Regions from separate parts of the Rattus norvegicus genome. Here region 2 is linked to region 1. A link is a contact called in public Hi-C data. All regions are on one chromosome and are shown on one strand. The core of a region is the stretch at or near the end of the contact, and the rest is flanking DNA. Distances in the headings are between cores, read along the strand shown. Region 1 holds the start of Bfar (bifunctional apoptosis regulator). Region 2 holds the start of Pdxdc1 (pyridoxal-dependent decarboxylase domain containing 1).

Region 1 (6,748 bases), core at 2,376-4,875:
AACCTTGGCCCCGCCCAGGCCGGCGCCGGTCCACGCGCAGAGTTCCGTAGCAAAAGCAGCGGCGGGGGTGTCCGAGACCGCCACGAAACAGACCGTGCTGGACACTTCCGGAAACAGCGCGCGCCGCTGCGCCTGCGTCTAGGCTGTGACACGTCAGGGGAGGGGCCGGGGCCCACCCAGCTGCCTAGAAAGGGGAAAGGACTTTGCTATCAAAGTTTCAAGCCTTGCCCACGTGTTGGAGAAGTTTCCTGTCCTGAACCTGGTTGATCAAGAGATTAATGGACTGGTCTCCCCTGGGTCTCTAACTCCGGGTCTGAGAAGGATGAGGCAGGGGAATTGCAAATTCGAGGCCAGCTTAGGGAACATAATGAAAGTGTCTAAAAAATAATAATAATTTTATAAATACAAATATATAATATTTGTTTAATTTGTGGAGTAGTGTTGGAGAAGCATATGTGGGGGTCAGTGATCACTAGTGGTGAGCAAAGGAAGACGTCCGGGGTCTGTTCTTATTCTCCACCTTACTTGAGACAGGCAGGGCCCATCACTAAACTTGAGTCTCTGACTCCCAACACTAGGTTTACAAGAGGTGCTGGAGATTTGTACACGAGTCTTGTTGATTCTGCAGCAAATGCTCTTACCCATGGAACCATCTCTATACCCCTGCCCCCACACCCCCATTTACTGAGTTCTGGTTCTGTGCCACTTTGGTAGGATGGAGATACTGTGATGAGAAAGCCTGGTGATTGTCCCATTGCTGCGGAAGGAAAAAAGCCAGACAGAATCAGACTTGTTTGGAAATGTGATAGTTGCTGTTGAGATAAAGAGCAAACTGCTGCAGCAGAGAGTGATGGGGAAGCAGGGTTTCTTAGGTAATCAGAAAAGGAAAAGCCATTTGGGGGAGCCTACTTTGTGGCCTAACACTCTACAAAAGCAGCGAGTATTCTTAACCTCTGAGCCATCCCTCCAGTCCCACACTCAGCTCATCTCAAAGAGAGTTTCAGGGTTTTCTTGGGCAGCCCCTGCTGGCTTGCAGGAGAGATAAAGTGTTCACAGGGGCTGTAATCTTTTCAATATTTATCCTCTGACGAGTGAATGAGACCCCATGTGATGGCTATTCTTGATTGTCAACTTGACTATATCTGTAATAAACTACAATCCAGAAATGGAGGCCACACTCGTGAGAGATTTTCTGCTTGGTTTGAAGTGAGTGAATCCACTTCTCATCCAGACCTTTGAGATATGAAGACATACATGTTTGATCCAGATCTTTTTTTTAAGATTTACTTATTTATTTTATGTATATGAGTACACTGTCACTGTCTTCAGACACACCAGAGGATGACATCAGATCCCATTACAGATGGTTGTGAGCCACCATGTGGTTGCTGGGAATTGAACTCAGGACCTCTGGAAGAGCAGTCAGTGCTCTTAATTAATCACACCATCTCCAGCCCTTGATCCAGATCTTGAGGCAAGGACACACTCACCTTTAATCTAGACCTTGAGGTAGGATCACACAACTCTAATCTGGGCCAATCTTCTGCCTATTTAAGAACATAGAAGAAGGAAGCGCTTACTCTTTGCCTGCTTGCCCATGCCTTGGTAGCAAGTCCATTCCTTCACTGGCATTGAGGACTTACTTCCAAATGACCAACTGAGACATCCTGCCTTATGAGACTGAGCAACTACTAGATTTTTCGACTTCCTGGTCCCAGCTAGTCATTGTTAGGTTAGCTGGACTGCAGCTTGTAAGTCATTCCAATAAATCCTCACACATTGGATATATACAGTTTACTTCTTTATTTATTTTGACAGAATGTATTAGTGAGAGTCACAAAACTTAGGAAATTATTCTGTCTCTGTGTGTCTGTGTCTGTGTGTGTGTGTGTGTGTGTGTGTGTGTGTGTGTGTGTCTGCTCTGCACATCTGGAGTGATGACACCTCTACCTGCCCTGCAGTTCAAAAGTCTCTCCCAGGATCCTGACTCTCAGAGACTTCTGTTAGAGACTAGATCTGATCTTCAGCTAAGATATATCACACAGGTGAGCAGTCTTGGGAAAATAGGCTTAGGACCAGAATTAGGAATTGAGATTGTAAACCTGTGTGATGAACCTGAGCATAATAAAATATAACTTTTATTATACTAAGTACTATGTATACCTACCTTTTGCTCAAGACACAGAGGCATGTGGATGTCTGTGAATTCAAGTGCAGCTTGGTCTACAGCTTGAGGTCCAGGACAGCTACACAGAGAAACCTAGTCTCCAAGCAAACAGGAGTATGGTGGGACACACCTGTAATCCAAACATCTGGGGAGTTCATTCGAGAGGAACTTGAATTCAGGACTAACCTGGACTACAAAGGCTGTGTCTTAATAAGAAAAAAAAAACTAATGGTAAATTCTGTTAATATATCTCCTACCACAATGGGGGAAAAGTTTATACTTTATTGGATTACTCTCCAGAAAGTAAATTCTGCTGGCACAGATCATTTTTACTCGTTACCAATTTGAAAAGAACACTCTTATTTATTTATTATTTATTTATTTATTTATTTATTTATTTAGAGATGGCTGATCTCAAACTCACTCCATACCTAAGGGGTGGCCTTGAACTTTTTTTTTTTTCAAGACAGAGCTTCTCTGTACAACACAGCCCTTGCTGTATTGGACTCACTTTGTAGGCCAGGCTGGCTTTTAAATCACAGAGACTGGCCTGCCTCTGCCTTCTGAATACTGGGGTTAAAGTACTACCATGCCAGACAGACTTCAACAACTTCTTCTTCTTTCTCCTTCTCCTCCTCTTCCTCCTCCTCCTTCTTTTCTTCTTCTTCCTCTTCCTCAGATTTATTTATTTTATCTGTATGAATATACTGTAGCTGTCTTCAGACACACCAGAAGAGGGCATCAGATCCCATTACAGATGGTTATAAACCACCAAGTGGTTGCTGGGAATCAAACTCAGGACCTTTGGAGAGGCAGTCAGTGCCATCTCTCCAGCCCAGCCTTTAACTTCTACTCTTCTTGCCTACTCCCTGCAGTTTACACCAGATCTAAGAAACAGAAACTTAAAAAAAAAAAAATTAAGTTTCACTATGTAACTTTGGCTGTCCTGGAATTCACTCTGTAGGCTAGACTGGCCTCGAACTCACAAGAGATCCGCCTGCCTAGCCTGGTGTCACAATGTCATAGATTGAAAACACAGCACTGTTGAGTTCTCAACAGATCCAGATCAAGGTGGGTAGCTGCAGAGTAAACGAGATAACGTCATTTTATTCCAAATCCCGACCCTAAAAATGAAGCTTTAAGAAGGGTTTTGTGGGTATCTGCATAAATGTGAAGTTAAGATTTATTATGGTGCATACGGGGCACTGTGAGAGACTCTGATATCTGAATAATGCAGCTAAACAAGGGAAAGGTAACACCTCCCGATTCCCGGGCGATGACGTCTGCTTGGCTCGGAAGGAAAAGAGGAAGGGGCAGGACGCTTTGCTGTGCATGCGCCCGCGGGTCGCTGGAGCAGCCGCTCTAGGCAGCAGGGAGGTCGCGCAGGGTTAAGAGCCTAAAGCGGTCTCTTCTCTATGGTTGCAGGAGCTGGTCAGAGTCGGTCCGCAGTCCTACGTTATTTCCGGAAACGAAGCCTGCCGCTTGTCCTCTACTTCCGCGGGGTCCTGGCGGGTGGCAGTGACGGAGTGGGTCCCAGGACTAGTGGCGAGGTGAGCTTCGGCACGGTGTGTGGTGGGTAATGAGGCGGCAGGGCGCTTGGCATGAGAGTTTGGCGCGGGAGACCGAACTGAACCCGCTCCCGGAGCGGCGCTGGCAGGGTGGGCCCAGACCCTCGGGCCTCCTCACCCTGGCCTGAGCACACCGGCAAGACTGCGGATCCCAGCTTGGCAGTTCCCCTTCCCTTCCGAGGCGAAGAGCCATTCCACCGCGGGTCTCTAGTCCTCGCCTTCCGGGTCTGGGTCAGAGCCCCTCGGAGGGTGACAGAGAAGGGGGTCTTGTTTCCACTCATTTAGGGGCTACGGGTGCCCGCCACGGCCGCTAGATCGAGGCACCTTCCTATCTCAAGGCAGAAGGTTCATAATGGGAAATAAGGATAACGGAACATCAGACTCCAAAGTGACACTGGGGCTTGTCTTCTCATTCCCATAGTCAAGACTCAGAAACCGTATGCTAAGGAGAGCGCGCGTGCGCGCGTGTGTGTTTAAAGACCGAGACGATGTGTCTAACTGGGGATCTTTAACTGGGCAAGGTGGGGGGCACCCATAACTTTGGTTGAGAAGAGAAAGTGGGAGCCTTATGCTCTCAACTGTCGCCGTTGGGTCCTCCCCACGGAATCCCATTGGTCCGTCCTTGGAGTGGCCCCAACGTCACACCAGGAGAGACCAATACGAAGGAGTTTTCCTCTCATCTTTAGGTACGGACTGCACGTGCCAATGAAGTTTTATTTTTGTCACTGCTATTTTATAAACAGCCTGGATGTATCCCGACCCAAGTGCTCGTTGTATGCCTGGGTATATCATCCATAAACCTGATAGGAAAACCGTACTCTCTCGGAGGCTGTTTAGACACACACACAACACACACACCCTTTTTCCCCTTTCCCTCTGGGGTTATAAATTCTAAGCACACTGTAGCCAGCATTTGGTAAAATGTGACTGTTAATAATGCTATTAATAACAGTCAGCAAACTTTTTACCTATCTGTGGACGCAGTTTGACATCTAATTTGACAACAATTCTTTAGCGTTGATATCAGTGCGGACTGATACACGGGAAAAAAACGAGGCTCAAAGAACAAGGGGTGACCAGATTGGGACCCCAGGTTAGCCTCACTCTGAAGACTTAACTTTGGGTTTTGGTCTTTTTGTTTGTTTATTTGTTTGGGTTTTGAGGGAGGGGGAGCCTGGGGTTGGTGGTTTTGTTGTTTGTTTGTTTTGTGTTTTTGTTTTTGTTTTGTGACAGGGTTTCTCTGTGTAGTCCTGGCTGTCTGATAACTCAGACCAGGCTGGCCAAGAATGCACAGAAATCCACCTGCCTGTGGAGGTTAAATGCCACCATGCCTTGGTTTGTTTTATTTGTTGAGAAAGGGTTTGTGTAGTCCAGGCTGGCCAAGAATAATTCTTGGACTTCTGATGTTCCTGGCTTTCTGAATTGAGTAACAGGAAATGGAGAAGGGAGAAAATGAAACTCTGAAGTGACACTGGGGCTAGAGTTTCCCTTTTCTGATTCCCAGCCCATGACTCAGAAATCTGAACTGGTGCAAAAGAGAGATTTTTCTGAGTGCTGATAGTAGGTGTTACCACCTATTATGCCCAGCTTATGCACTGCTAATGATAGGAGCAGTCAGCAAGCACTTTGCCAAACAGTCCAAGAGATTAGGGAACACAGAGAAACCTTACACAGTTAACTTGGGTTGGAGTGAATTAATTATCAAAGACCATCTGGATCTTGTTCGTGGATACTTTTAACTTAGAAATCTTAACAGACAGGAGTGTGATGATCCATATAAGATAGTTATTGACAACCATGTTGATTACGCCAATTAAAAATGTTAAGTACTTTTTATTGATGGCAAGACCAAAATGGGCTTGTGCCTCTAAAGACACAAACCTTCAAAGTTAGATGAGGATCAGAGTAACCTTAAACTTTCATTCCTGGCAGGGCAGAGTCTTAGATGTAACCTCAAATGGGTTGCCAAGACCGACATTGGGTTGGGGAAAGGGGAAAGACAAATTCAGTCAAAACAAGATGGCATTACCTTAGTCATTTCAAGAAGAGTATATGAAGATACACTCAAGGAACAGAAATGTGTACATGCTCTATGAACAGAGTCTAATCCTGGTAATAGAAGTTCTTGTGGAACCTATTGTTTGCTAGGAACTGTTCTGAGTTCTGATAAATGGTTATTATCCCCATTGTATAGGTGATATAAAGAAAGGTAAATGACTTACCTGAGATCAAGCAGCTAGTGGTTTATTGAGCTAAGATTTAACTTGATCATTCTGGCTCAAGAGACTGTGCTATAAGTGAGAATGTCAGTTTGGCAGCCACACATGATGGTGTCTCAGCATTAACAAGCCAACACCTGATGGCACAGGCTTTTAGTTATTGGGTAGACCAAGGCAGGAAGATTGCAAATTCAAAGCCTTAATTATGTGGACTGGGCTGAAGCTACTGCCTCTGTAGTAGAGTATATTTAGAGTGAACAAAGTCCTGGCTTCAGTTCCCAGCACTAGAAAAGTTAGTTTACTACTTCACCATGCATATTCTTCACTGAATAAAACCACAACTGCTTTATTTTGTTTTATTTTGTTGTAGTAGGGAGTGTTGTTTTGAGATGGTCTCATGCATCACTCTCTGGCTGGCAAGGGGTGACCTTGAAGTCCTAGTCCTTCACCACTCAGCTGCTGTGATTACAGGCTTGAGTCATCAGATCCAGTTTAGTGGAGAAGGTTTTGAACAATTTGATGGGAATTTTGCTCTAGAAGATGATTCAAACACTGAAAAAGAGACATTCACAAAAAGAGAATAGGAAGTGAGCATTATTTAAGTTTCTCTTTAGCCATACCTAGTCTGAGACATAGGCATTTATATTCAGACTCCATGTAGTCCTAAATGTCCACGTTCATGATAATCTTGTGAAGAGCCTGTTTCGGGTACATAGTCAGGTCCATATCCATGGATTGCATAGATGAGGGAAAAAATTCAGTTCAGTTGTCGGCTGGAGACTGTGGCTCAGTAG
Region 2 (6,748 bases), core at 2,848-5,347, 470 kb after region 1:
TCACAGGACCAAGGGCCTCTCCTCCCATTGATGCCTGAGAAGGTCATCCTCTGCTATATATTTGGATGAAGCCATAGGTCCATCCCTGTGTTCTCTTGAGATGGTGATTTAGTCCCTGGGAGCTCAGGGGATTCTGGTTGGTTGATATTGTGTTGTTCTTATGGGGTTGCAAACCCATTCAGCTACTTCAGTCCTTTCTCTAACTCCTCCATTGGGGACCCTATTCTCAGTTCAATGGTTGGCTATGAACATCTGCCTCTATATTTGTCATGTTCTGGCAGAGCCTCTTAGCAGACACCTATATCAGGCTCCTGACAGCATGCACTTCTTGGCATCAGCAATATTGTCTGGGTTTGGTGACTGTATATGGGATGCATCCCCATGTGGGACAGTCTCAGCTCTATACCTTGTCTCCGTATTTCCTCCTGTGAGTATTTTTGTTCCCCCTTCTAAGAAGGTCTAAAGCATCCACACTTTGGTCTTCCTTCTTCTTGAGCTTCATGTGGTTTGTGAACTGTATCTTGGGCATCCCAAGCTTTGGGGATAATATCTGTAAGTGCATACCATGTTTTTTGTTTTTTTTTTCATTGTGATTGGGTTACCTCACTTTCAACTGACTATCTGTAGACAAGCCTGCACTATGTTTTGGTTTTTTTTCTTTTTTAGATGTATTTTTATGTGTGTGAGTGCTTTGCCTGCATATATATTTGTGTAGCACATGCTTACCTGGTGTCTAAGAGGCCAGAAGAGGGTGTTGGATCCCAAGTAACTGGCGTTATAAATAATTGTGAGTTGCCATGTGGGTGCTGAAAATTCAACACAGGTCCTCTGACAGAACAAGTGCTCTTAACTGCTGAGCCATCTTTCTAACCCTGTAAAGCATTTTTAAAAATTATTGATTGAGGACCTACTCCATTATGAGCAATGTCAGTCATGAGCAGGTGGTCGTGGATGGTATAAAAAAGTAGGTTGAGCAAGCCATGGTGAACAAGAGCATACAGATTCCTGTCTGGCCTATAAAATGTAGGATTAAATAAATATTTTCCTCCTCAAATTGCATTTGATGATGGTCTTTGTTATAGCAACAGAAAGCAAATTAGAATGGTAGCTCTATAATATAACCTGATATAACTTAGTAAAACTCCAACTCTGTTCCAGGGCCTTCTATACTGCATATGAGCTTTATGATGTTTTTCTTTCCACTTCTGTCATTTTTATTGGTATTACATTGACTCTGTAAATTGCTTTTGGAAAGATGGTAATTTTTACAATATTAATCCATGAGCCTAAGAGACCTTTCCATCTTCTAGTATCTTCCTTAATTTCTTCAAAAATATAAAATTTTCATCTTTGAAAGATGTTGAAAAAGTCATAGGAAATCATTATTTTTTAAAAAATTTATTTATTTATTATATAAAAGTACACTGTAACTGTCTTCAGACACACCAGAAGAGGGCATCAGATCTCATTACAGAGCCACCATGCAGTTGGTTGCTGGGATTTTGAACTCAGGACCTTTGGAACAGCAGTCAGTGCTCTTAACCACTGAACCATCTCTCCAGCCTAGAAATCATACTATTTTTAAAGCTTACTTTAAAATGTGTGTATAATCACACACATATTTCCAGAAAGAGTGTCTGCACATGAGGTGATAATGCCATAAATTGTTTAAAGAAATCCCAGTGTCAAGAAGGGAAAGGGAAACATTTTGAGTTGTTGGTCAAGGGTATCTAAGAGACCTCCGAAACACTACAGGGTTTGTCACTGCTCTCGATCACCTTCAAGTTCTTTGCTTCCTTCTGGTTTACTCTTCAAGAAAAATCTCTTTTTAACATTTTATGTATTATTTTTATGCGTATGGGTGTTTTGCCTGCATGCACAGTGGAGGCCAGAAGGCGGCACTGGATTCCATTAGGACTTAAGATTATGAAAGTTGTGAGCTGCCATGTGGGTGTTAGGAGTTGAACCCTGCTCTTAACTGCTAAGCCACTTCTCCAACCCTCAAGAAAATTCTTAATTCAGTGTGATAGCTCACACCTATAACCCCAGCACTTGGGAAATGAGGATTGCTTCTAGTTCAAGGCAGTTTGGTCTACAAATGAATAGCAGGACAGCCAGGGATACATACTGAGACCCTATCTCAATAATACTAGTGATGTAAACATTTCACCATATACAAGCTATATGTCTGTAGAGGTTGAGTGTATTTGGGGGGTAGAGGTAGGATGTTGGTTGTTTCTCTGTGTAGACCAGACTAGCCTCGAACTCACAGAGCTCCACCTGCCTCTGCCTCCTAAATGCTAGGATTAAAGGCTGTGCCACCAGGCTCGGTTTGAATCTATTTTTTAACTACTTAGAGGTAACGTTACATTTATGAGCTTCTTTAAAAAAATCTATTACATTTTTACTTTGTGTGCTCTTGTGTGTGTGTGCATGTGTGCCACTGTCCATGTGCAGAGGCCAGAGGACAAAGCCAGAGTTGGTACTCTTTCCACTGTGAGTCTCGGGGATCAAACTCAAGGCCAGGCTTAGTGGTAGAGGTCTTTATCTCTTAAGCCATCTCTACAGCCTGTGCATTGTTGTTTGCTTGTTTTTATTTTGCTATTTGTTTAAAAAAGATATTTGTGAGTGTAGGAGTTGGTTCTCCCTATCCATCAGACTTAGTGGCAACCACCATTACCATCAAGCACCTTAACTCTGTTTTGTTTGAAGTCACCAAACCAAAATGGTTTGGAATACAGCATGTATTCTAGACTAGCCTCCAACTCATGAGGTAGGGGAGGGGGCATTTCTTGTACCTCTGCCTAAAACAAAAAAACAAAAACAAAAACAAAAAGTCTTCAATAATATTGAAGTGTTCAGAGTTGTAATGTAACTATCCATATTGATTGACAGTTATCTGAATACATAAGTGATAGAAACAAATATAAGAAAATGGCAACTAACCTAGCTAATGGGCACATGATTGTTCACTGCAATTCTTTTGTCCTTTCTAAAGGTTTGGAAAATTTCATAACACGTTGTTTTGTTCAAGCAGGAACACATTCAATTTTTCAGTCTTTGAGGGGCACCATTTCATCATTCCCCCCCCCCATTCACTAGAGAATCATTGATTTTCCTACTCTAAAGTAGCACACATGATTTCTTTGCTATTATTAACATAAGCAGGCCATTTATCCAAATGCAAAGTAGAGACCTCTCGCAGATAATTATTTCACTGACAACCCGACCCAAGCTTGGGGGACGATGCTGCGTAAGAAACAGGAGAGGGCAGGAATAGCTTTGTAGTTTTTAGCATCATCAGTCTTCTGTCCAGGAAGTTTCACTGACCGCAATGGTGGTAGATCCCATTTCAGCTACCCATCAGTAGATGAGCGAAGATAGGAAACAAATCCTGCAGGCTCTCACTAAAAAACCCACCACCCCCACCTAGCGGGAATAAAGCGGAGATAAGGCGGTGTACTGTCGGGCTGCAAGGAACTAAACCTAACACGGATAATAATGATTCCATATCAAAAGACTGTGATATAAAATAGAAAGGCAACAGACCTATTATTATCATTATTACCCATCCCCCGACAAGCCATCATTGTGACATGAGGGACGACGCCAGACCAGAGGCCTCAAATTCATCTGGACTTTTGAGGGAAGAGCTGACAGAAAAACATTCAGCTCTGACCAGCATCCCTTCCAAAGAGCAGCCACTTAAGAACCCAGCCTATCTCCCAATCCAACAACAACAACATAAAAATCCTAGAGCGCGAGGCAGCCACCATCCCGCGCATGCGCAAGTGGGCGCTGGCCTCAGGCTGCTGAGGTAAATTAACTACTCCGTTTCTGACAGGTGTTGACGGCCAAGGATTTGAAAGCCTGGCTCCAGACGTGCAGCTGAGTCGATACTATTTTACCTGGTGGATATCTCATTGTGATGGTCACCACAGGCTTATAGCAAAGTTGAGTTTGGACCGCTTTTTAGACTGGGTTTCCCCCGCGTGGTAGAGTTAGGACCGGCCAGCGTGACGTCCGAGTACGGAAGCCTGGAAGAGGCCCCGCCCCAGGAGACCCCGCCCACCCGACAGGTCTCGCCCCGCCTTCAGCAAGCCGCAGGATCCCTGCTGGCCGCGCTGCGGGGCAGCTCCTCCTCCTCTCCGCCCGGCCGGCTGCGGGCGCCGGGGACGTCAGCGCTGCCAGCGTGGAAGTCGCTGTGGGCCGCGGGAGGCGGAAGTAGTTCCCGGCACCGCGGGACCAACACCAAACGCCTCAGCTATGGACGCGTCCCTGGAGAAGGTCGGTACGGAGGGATCGGACGGCGCTGTGGTCCCAGGTCTCCGCTACCGGGGTGACTGGTTTCCCCGTGGGACTAAGGAATCTCGCTGGTGGAGGGCGTCCTGCCTGGGCCGGGCCACGTCACGGGTCCCGGTGGCTGAGGGGGAGGTGGGTCCGGTGCTGTCGGAACCGGCCTTGGCTTCCCGAGGGTCGGCGTGGAGCCGGGCCTGAACCCGCGCTGGTCCTGTAGGGTGACAGGAGCTATAGGTGTGGACCCCAGAAGCGCACGGGGAAAAGTCCGAGTTGTCGCGGAGGCCACTGCAAAGCCCCAGATGTCACAGTTGCTTTCCAAGTTAGACAAATTGTGAACTTTGGTGGGCATAGGAATCACCTGTGGACTTGGTTTTGCAGCCTCGGAACTGAAACTGGGATGGGCGGGAGCTCAGTTTGTTGAGTTTAACAAGTTTTCCCACGTGATTCCGGTGCTGTAGCTTGCAAACCCAGGCTAGAAGCCCTAGGATCCAGAACTGGTGAGTTTATTTGGAGGAGGAGGTGGTCCCCGCTGGTCTCACAACGTTTTGGATTCCTCTTTCTCAGAATCACCAGAGGCCTTTAGGTCAACTCCAACTCCATAGTAACCAGTGTCTACCCCTGTTCAACCCTTAGGGCAACAGCAACTTGATGGACCTGGCTGCCTACTCGGGCATGTTAAAATAGACTAATTGTTCCCACCCAAGGGCTGGCAATTGAGAACAAACAGGTCCTTGGGTTTCTTCATGGACCGTGCTTTCAGTGCCAGTCTTTTCTCTTTGTCCCTTCTTGAAATTCTGCTTATCCAGTCTGATGTAAAATCCTAGTTTTCCCCACAACTGAAATCAATCCTTGCTTTCATCCTTCCCACCAACCTTGCCCCCTTCTTCAATCTCTTCTTGTTCCACCCGCCTCCCTGGGTTTTGTAACCCTGGCTAGTCTGTATCTATATAGAGTAGGGTGACCCAAACTTAAAGTGATCCTTCTGCCTTTGCCTCCCAAACTGCTGGTTTTAGGGGACTGCACCATCATGCCTGGCTTGGAATAACTTTTCTCAGAGAAGCAGCTGCTGTAGTAATTTGTTCACTTGTCACTGGAGAGTCGAAAGCAGTAATTGTAGAAATTAAGCCAGATGTCTTCATGTGCACACAGTGGCATCTCTTGCTCCTCAGCTATTTAGTATAAATTGGGTGGAAAGCAATCAGAGAAAAAGATGGTTTTTTTCTTTTTTCTTTTTCTTGATTCTTCTGACTGACTAGCATAGTGTCTACTCTTTGGTACCATGAGCTTTACTTGGATTGGCAATTCTCAACTCTGGGTTAGGTTTGTTCCCCAGGGACATTTAGCAATTTCTGGGGATGTTTTAACCTAGAGTACTAGGAATTCAAGGGCGGTACTGCTGGGAACCCAAGCATACTGTTGAATATTCTCTGTTGCACAGGACCATTCTACACATGAGGGAACTATCAGCAATTAAGAAGTTGAGAAAACTGGTTGAGATTATGTGTGTAACTCCAGTAGTTGAATATGATGCTGAAAATATCCTGTTTCACATTTCTTAATAAGGCTTTAAGTCATTCCATTAGAAACCTGAAAGAACGAGATGACCTTTCCTTTGAGAATATCTGAAAACTGAAAGTGGGTAGGAACTCTACTGTAGATGGCATTCTTTCTGTATATTAAGTGATGATAAAATATTTTAAACCCTCCAAAGAAAATCTGAGGAGGTACTGAAACTCTAGCATGCTTAAGGATGGAACTTTAATTGCATTGAACTTTGAGGAGTTCAGAATATGTGGGCTGAAAGTTGCTGCCTTAGGCCAATGTGAAAATTATAAATGTAGCTTTTGTTTTAAAAGCTAGGGCTCAGACAGGTGGTGGCCCACAAATTTAATCCCAGGATTTGGGAAGGCAGAGGCAGGCAAACTTTTGAGTTCAAGGTCAATTTTGTCTACAGAGGGAGGGACAGTCAGGGCTACACAGAGAAACACTGCTTTAAAAAAAAAAGTTAGGGCTCTTATTTTTATATTCCATGAAGTAATTAGAAAACTTTAAATATAGTGAGTAATTTCAGTTAATGCTAACTGGACAGAAAAGGCTTTGATGTATTATGAATTCAAATGACTTTGTGTTCTGAGAAATAGTTTGAAGTGAAACATTAAATTATGTCTATTGTTCCAGTTTCTTTGAGGATTAGGCTAATTTGGGATAGATTCTATGTTTCTAGTATAAAATCGAGAGTTTTTTGAGTAGCTCTAAATGATTCCGCTTTATCTGACCCTGCATACTTTATAAAACCACAGAAACCACAGTATTATTTGATATTTATCCTCTGAAACTTCAATATCTCTTCCTCTAGGACAGCAGTTCTCAACCAGTTGGTTGTTACCCTACAGGAGTCATATATCAGATATCGTACATATCAGATATTTACATTATTATTTATCACAGT

Evidence for each region. Hi-C and Micro-C count contacts between places; a contact is called where the count stands out from the background.
Region 2: a Hi-C map of liver shows a contact between it and region 1, with 2.2 times the contacts expected there. The contact joins the promoter of Pdxdc1 here to the promoter of Bfar in region 1. A contact is called at or near these places in 2 of 12 Hi-C or Micro-C datasets (liver and mammary epithelial cells).

Annotation. Positions count from the first base shown.
Region 1 is chr10:2,055,616-2,062,363 of GRCr8, forward strand. Bfar (bifunctional apoptosis regulator) reads left to right here and starts at 3,626. Exons shown (of 8, transcript NM_001013125.2): 1 at 3,626-3,717. Parn (poly(A)-specific ribonuclease) reads right to left here and starts at 107. Exons shown (of 24, transcript NM_001270415.2): 1 at 1-107.
Region 2 is chr10:2,528,415-2,535,162 of GRCr8, forward strand. Pdxdc1 (pyridoxal-dependent decarboxylase domain containing 1) reads left to right here and starts at 4,098. Exons shown (of 24, transcript NM_001134961.1): 1 at 4,098-4,287. The coding sequence starts at 4,267. It also overlaps a transcript of Mpv17l not described here.